Linked DNA regions of Mus musculus: region 1 is linked to region 2. Evidence: chromatin contacts called from public HiChIP or PLAC-seq data. All regions are on one chromosome and are shown on one strand. Each heading gives the region's core, a stretch centred on a gene start, on an enhancer-like site or on the middle of the called end of the contact. The rest is flanking DNA. Distances are from core to core; before and after follow the strand shown. Region 1 overlaps Gm51562 (a long non-coding RNA gene). Region 2 has its middle 160 kb from the start of Tex29.

Region 1 (3,118 bases), core at 136-2,635, 320 kb before region 2:
CGTCGTGATCTGAAGGCATTTGAACCTCTGAAATCCTCAACAGTCAAATGTAGTGGCTCTGTGTACACTTCCCACATAAAGGTGTCCCATTACTTTTCCCCAAAGCTTCCTCACCTACAAGACAAGCTCTGCTCCCCCAAGTTTCAGACTCCCATCTACTCTTTGCTTTGGGTTGTGGGGTCACACAGGTTCTTCTGCATACAGCCCTTCACTTGAACATACATTTAGCTAAAACACAAATTCTCCCCGCTGCTGGGGGAAGAGCCTCACAAGTCCCGTCCCTTCCTGAGGGTCTACAGGCAGTTGATGGTTTCTGGGAAGGTGGGGAAAGAAACATCTACTTCAGTAGTATAGTGACCAATCAGTGTCCATGTGCCTGTAAAACCCTCACCCATGCTCCAGTAAGCAGCCCTAACTCACTGGATCTTTCCCCCTGTCTCTATCTCTCTTATGTACATGTATGGATACATGCATGCTGACATACTTACACACATTTACGTACACAGGCACACTCACACACTTACAGGCACATACACACTCTCACACATACATGCACACACACATGCTCACACAATGCATGTACATAAAAAGACACACACTTGCACATATGTACACATACATGCTCACATGCATGCACACACAGACACACACTTATACACATGCATGCACACAGGCATGTACATAGACAGACACGCACACATGCACACATGCACACTCACACATGCATGCACACAATGTATACATGCATAGTCACATACATGCTCACACACATGCACACACACACACACACACACACACACACACACACACACGGCATGAGAGTAGAAGAGAGACCAGTTGGAAAGCAGATGACTGAGTGACTGTAACAGAAATATAGTATTTACAAGTATACAACGTCACAGTGAAGACCACTATTGTGCATAATTGAGATATGTTAATAGAGACCTTGAAAACAAAACAAATAAATGTCCCTCCCTTTGTGTAAGTTAACAGCAACTTTCACACATGACTGGAAACAGCCTACTTAGCTTGGCTGAAATTACGTTCCTGTTGAGGGTGACCCAGTGAAAATGGACTAAGTCAGAGAAGATCACAAGAGTCAGGGAAATGGCATGCACTTTATAAATTTAGGTTTTACATTTTGGATCTTTTCTCTAAAAACAATATTTATGCATTGTCCCTTGATTTTTTTTTTTATATTCAGAAAATACGTTACAATTTTCCTTGTATATGAAAGCCCTGTATTTTATAAGCAGTAACTTCATCGGCCCCAGCTCAGTTCAGGGAATGCTGCACTTTAATTTCAATGTCTTCCTTCATGACACAGGAGGTAGCCTCAATCACAGCTCTGCCACATCTTTGCGCATGCGTCCCAGGCAGGAAGGGGTGTTTTCAGGAGCCCTGCCCACAACGGAGCTTCAAGGCCTCTGATGAACACTGGGGATGGAGGATGCAGCACCGTGGGACTCACTTGCTATCATCATGACAACAGGCAGGATGGTCGCCTTCTGATGGAGCTCAGGGACTTTTGAGATGGTTACTGCATGCCAATCTCTATAAACGACACACATGCACTGAGAAGAATAACTCCTTTTAGTCCGCACATGGATTTTTTTCAAAATATAAGACTGCTCCCTCCTCTTCCATTTCAAGATGGGTGTGTTTCCCCAGACTTGGAGAAGGAGAAGAGCTGCCCCCATCCTTTATCTGGCGAGGAGACCCAGGCGGCTGAGATCCAAACCATGTGCAGGGTGACAACAGTTAAGTCTGCACGGGGCCGCGTGGCTGCTCAGAGCCGAGAGTAGAAAGTGTAGTTCCAGGGTCTAATCCGACCGATCCGCTGTGTTCTTTGCAAAAGGTTGCGAGGCCTTGGCCTAATAAGCATAATCTCATTACACTGCAAATAAAAGTTTCCTATTTATCTCCAGATTTCAAATGAATCTAATAAGGCTTATGATACAGTCACCCAATACCCTAATCATATTTCTGCCTATCTAAAAGCAATCAGTAATTGTGTTACGGCAGAACGTGCTGACAATACCTCTGACACAGAGAGGAGAATGAGAGCCCAGCTGTACTAATTAAATTAAATGCTGGGCTGATGGAATACATTTGCCTCAGCCGGGAGCATGGGCGCAGAATTAATAAGCATTACAGCTCTGAGCGGGAGATGGTATCATAATGGAAGCGAGGTTTTGATGTGGAGAGCCCCATTCAGATTCAATGCACCATCATGCACAGCGGTGACAGCTGCTTAGAGAGGTGCGGAGCCTCAGACAAATTGCACAGGAACTTTGTCGTCTGCATGTTCCTCACCGAGGAGCAAGGCAGGCTGCATCGCTGTGCAGCCTGAGACCCACCCTGGCCAGCTCCTGTAGGTAGTTGCAGCCCCCAGTCTTCCCCTTTCCCAGCATGCCTGTTCTCACAACATACAGTGAGCCTCTGACCTCTTCATGAGCACTCTGTGCCCACCTTCTACCTCAGATGGCAAACACCACCCCGGGATCTTAGGCAGATGGAGTTGGGTCAGTTTTTGAAAGGCGTTGCCCCTCATCCTTTCCTGCAAGCCAGGGAGGGCCCCAAGGAACGAGCTGTACAAGGGTCACTCATGCTGTGGGTCACTGGAACCCAATGATATCCCTAGCTGATGGCTCTCCATCAAGCAAGGACCGCCCTCCGTTGCTGGACCCAGCCTGCTTTGCCAGCACAGCCCAATCCCTCGCTCATAAATTAGCTGCGCTATCTTGCCGGCTGCAGTGTGGAGCTGCCGTGCCAGCCGGCCCAGGCTGCGTTCATTATCATGAGGATTTTGACAGGATATTAAATTTACTAATCCTGAACTTGCCGAACTGACCCCTCACTGGGAACAGACAATGCTGGTGTCTGCCTGTGCGATGCTTTCTGTTTTCTCTCTCCCTTCTGCCTCGTTTCTCCAAGGATACCACACGTGCTCCTGTCCTTGCAACTCAAGCCTCCCTCAGGTGCACAGGGCCACACACGCTACCAGTATCAGCTGCCAGCCCATTTCCCTGCTGTGCAGATTCCTTCCTGATTCCTTGCTTGCCACAGGTGACCAAACACGGAGCTGCCACATCCTACCCTACTTGTGCACATAGAT
Region 2 (3,089 bases), core at 99-2,598:
ATGAAATCAAGTCTTCTGTACAATCCATACACTCCAATAAAAAGAAATGATACAATTTGGTGTTTTAAGTACCTTGGAATAGAGCAAAAAAATCATGGTGGTGGTTGCAGCACTGGTGATGGTAATGGTGGTGATGGTGATAATGGTAGTGATGATGGTGGCTGTGGTCATGGTGGTCATGGTGACAGTGGTAATGTTGACAGCGGCAACAGTGACATCAGCAGTGACAGCACCGGTGGTACTGCACCATCAGGAGAGGGGTGAGTCTGGTATGAGTGCAGCTCTTCATGACCCTATCCCCATACACACCCCTGAGCCTATCCCCATACACACCCCTGAGCCTATTCCCATACACACCCATGACCCTATTCCTACACACACCCATGAACCTATCCCCATACACACCCATGATCCTATCCCCACACACACCCATGAGCCTATCCCCATACACACCCATGACTATCCCCATACACACCCATGATCCTATCCCCACACACACCCATGACCCTATCCCCATACACACCCATGAGCCTATCCCCCCACACACCCATGAGCCTATCCCCATACACACCCATGAGCCTATCCCCATACACACCCATGAGCCTATCCCCCCACACACCCATGAGCCTATCCCCACACACACCCATGAGCCTATCCCCACACACACCCATGAGCCTATCCCCATACACACCCATGACCCTATCCCCATACACACCCATGACCCTATCCCCATACACACCCATGACCCTATCCCCATACACACCCATGAGCCTATCCCCCCACACACCCATGAGCCTATCCCCACACACACCCATGACCCTATCCCCATACACACCCATGAGCCTATCCCCACACACACCCATGACCCTATCCCCATAAACACCCATGAGCCTATCCCCACACACACCCATCCAAGAAGCTATCTTCATAAGCTTGATTTGCTGGAATGGAGATGAATGGTAGGGCTGGCAGATAGACCCTGGCCTGACACCACATGTTCCTACTGGAAGCAGAGCTGTACCCTCCCACGGCTCTGCTTCAGGGCCTGCCTCGTGTCACAGCTGCCACTTCTAATAAGACTCTGTGCCCAAAGCTTCACTTTGGAAATACCCGCCGTGATTAAACTGAGAGAAGCCAGTTTTCAATGGATCCATCACCTCTAGGTCTCCTTCCCAGCAATTGTTGGACTGAGCAAAGGCGAGAAAGTCTCAGGGCATCTGCAATGCCAAACTATGCAAATCTGAGCGGCCTGTAATTACTGCCAGAACCGGAACCCAGAATTGTATGACTTCTGTGCATTTCAGATTTCTACCAGAGGACTGCATTAACAGAGCACTCCTTTCTTGGCGGCATTGAATTTTACCTAATGTGATTCCATTCTGCAGTCTTTAGAGATGCAGATGAGGCCAGCTATAACACACCCAATGCAAAAGCTGTTTTTGCTAAATCATATCAAAATGTTTCGTGGATCACACCAAAAAGTGTTGATATATGGAAATTGCTCTTTTGCAAATGCTGTCCTTAAAATCCAAATGGTATGTTTTGAATGTCTTCTCTCTACACCACACCCTCCCCGGCATTTGTGGGAAATTAGTGGAAATGAGTAATATATTAATATCCATGCTGGCAGGCACAGAAGCACAATGGCCAGAATAACGTTCAGTTCACTCTAAATAAAAGATGGTTCCGAGCCACCCTGGTAAGTGAAGTAGCAGAAGCCACATCTGGGCCTCACTTGTAAGCAAAGAAACAACTAAGTGTCATTGCCACTAATCATATAAATTCATAATTCTTATATGCCTCAGGCTGCTCTCTCTCTCTCTCTCACTCACTCATACACACACACACACACACACACACATACACTCTTTTGGGAGAGGTAAGGAGAGAGAGAGAGAGAGAGAGAGAGAGAGAGAGAGAGAGAAAGAAGCCAAATCCTGACCCTTTCTGCAGCACAGGTACACAATAGCTTTGTGGCTCAGTGACATGAGCTCCCTGGTTAGGGCTGGAAGCGTGGAATACTGTCTGTTTCACATAGCACCTTCTTAGTGTGGGATACTGTCTGTTTCACACAGCGGCTTCCTAGTGTATAGAATACTGTCTGTTGTCATACAGTGGCCTCTTAGTTTCTTTAAGCAGACTGAGAACTCCAACAGACTCTACTGTGTTGTGTAAATTCACTGTTGTAGGTCTCCTGCAATGAATGAACTGTTAGATGACTGTGGTTACAAGGAGCCACAGTGGCCTGACGGCAGTGCCTGGAAGTACTCAGAGCATCCCCCCCCCCAAAAAAAAGCAAGGTACAGTGAGGGTGGGCATGCTGAGATGCTGGTGGTCTGACCAACTTCAGGGAGGGAGTCAGAGGGCATGAAAAGCTGGTTGAAGGGTAACTTGGAAAAAAAAAAAAAGGTGATAAAAACAGGCATTTGGAAAAAACAGCCGGAACTGTAGTGGAGAGAAAATTATGGAATAGATGAGGCCAAAGTCCTGGGTACAGTGTCAGCCATCAGCCATTAGCAGTGGTTGCTCCCCCATGAATCATAGGACTTGGTCAGAACTCGCTATGTTCAGCCTTTTAAAGTTACTCTGCCACCAACCGGATTGGGCTCTGTGCTCTGAAAGCACAAAACAGGGTGACCAGAAGTAAGCCAGAAGCAGGTAGCAGGTCTCCACACCACTATTCAGTGATTGGCAGTTAAAGTTCCATGATATTAACTGGCCGCTGCTTTGGGCGAGGAGTGGGGGATGGTTAATGTCCACTAACAAATTACAATAGGCTCAGGATTGGTCAGACTTTGTTGTTACTGGTGGGTGCCTGTGTCACCTTTGATCTTTTCTATGCTTTTCTCTTTTCTTCTCCTTTCTTTTCTTTCTTTCTTTTTTCTTTCTTTTCCTTTCTTTCTTTTTTTTTTAAATTTTTTTGAGGAATCGCACGGCTCCCGAGGGGTATCCCCCAGTCACTCAGCTTACCTTGACAGAGGGACACGCCTGGAAAAGTGGCTTAATGTATACAGATGGTTCCATTGGATGGCCCTTATCTAAGAGACTCAAATCACACCCCCTACATCCGGGTCTCCATCCCAAGCCTG

What was found. HiChIP or PLAC-seq counts read pairs in DNA pulled down with a chosen protein or histone mark.
Region 1: a contact with region 2 is called in an H3K27ac HiChIP or PLAC-seq map of SST interneurons, with 16 times the contacts expected there. The contact joins two enhancer-like sites. A contact is called at or near these places in 4 of 484 Hi-C or Micro-C datasets (cerebellar granule neurons, embryonic stem cells, myocytes and 1 more) and 9 of 115 datasets of contacts at active chromatin or transcription factors (SST interneurons, VIP interneurons, astrocytes and 6 more).

Annotation. Positions count from the first base shown.
Region 1 is chr8:12,326,963-12,330,080 of GRCm38.p6, reverse strand. Gm51562 (a long non-coding RNA gene) reads left to right here. Exons shown (of 3, transcript XR_003947512.1): 3 at 1,328-1,837. Among named protein-coding and RNA genes, the nearest start is that of Gm51562, 4.0 kb to the left of the region's middle. Within about 2 kb of position 1,385, at least 25 of the 459 cell types and tissues checked have an H3K27ac peak or open chromatin away from gene starts, as enhancers often do. A contact at or near this core is called in SST interneurons, where this site is marked.
Region 2 is chr8:12,002,445-12,005,533 of GRCm38.p6, reverse strand. No RefSeq gene overlaps it. Among named protein-coding and RNA genes, the nearest start is that of Tex29, 160 kb to the right of the region's middle. Within about 2 kb of position 1,348, at least 9 of the 459 cell types and tissues checked have an H3K27ac peak or open chromatin away from gene starts, as enhancers often do. A contact at or near this core is called in SST interneurons, where this site is marked.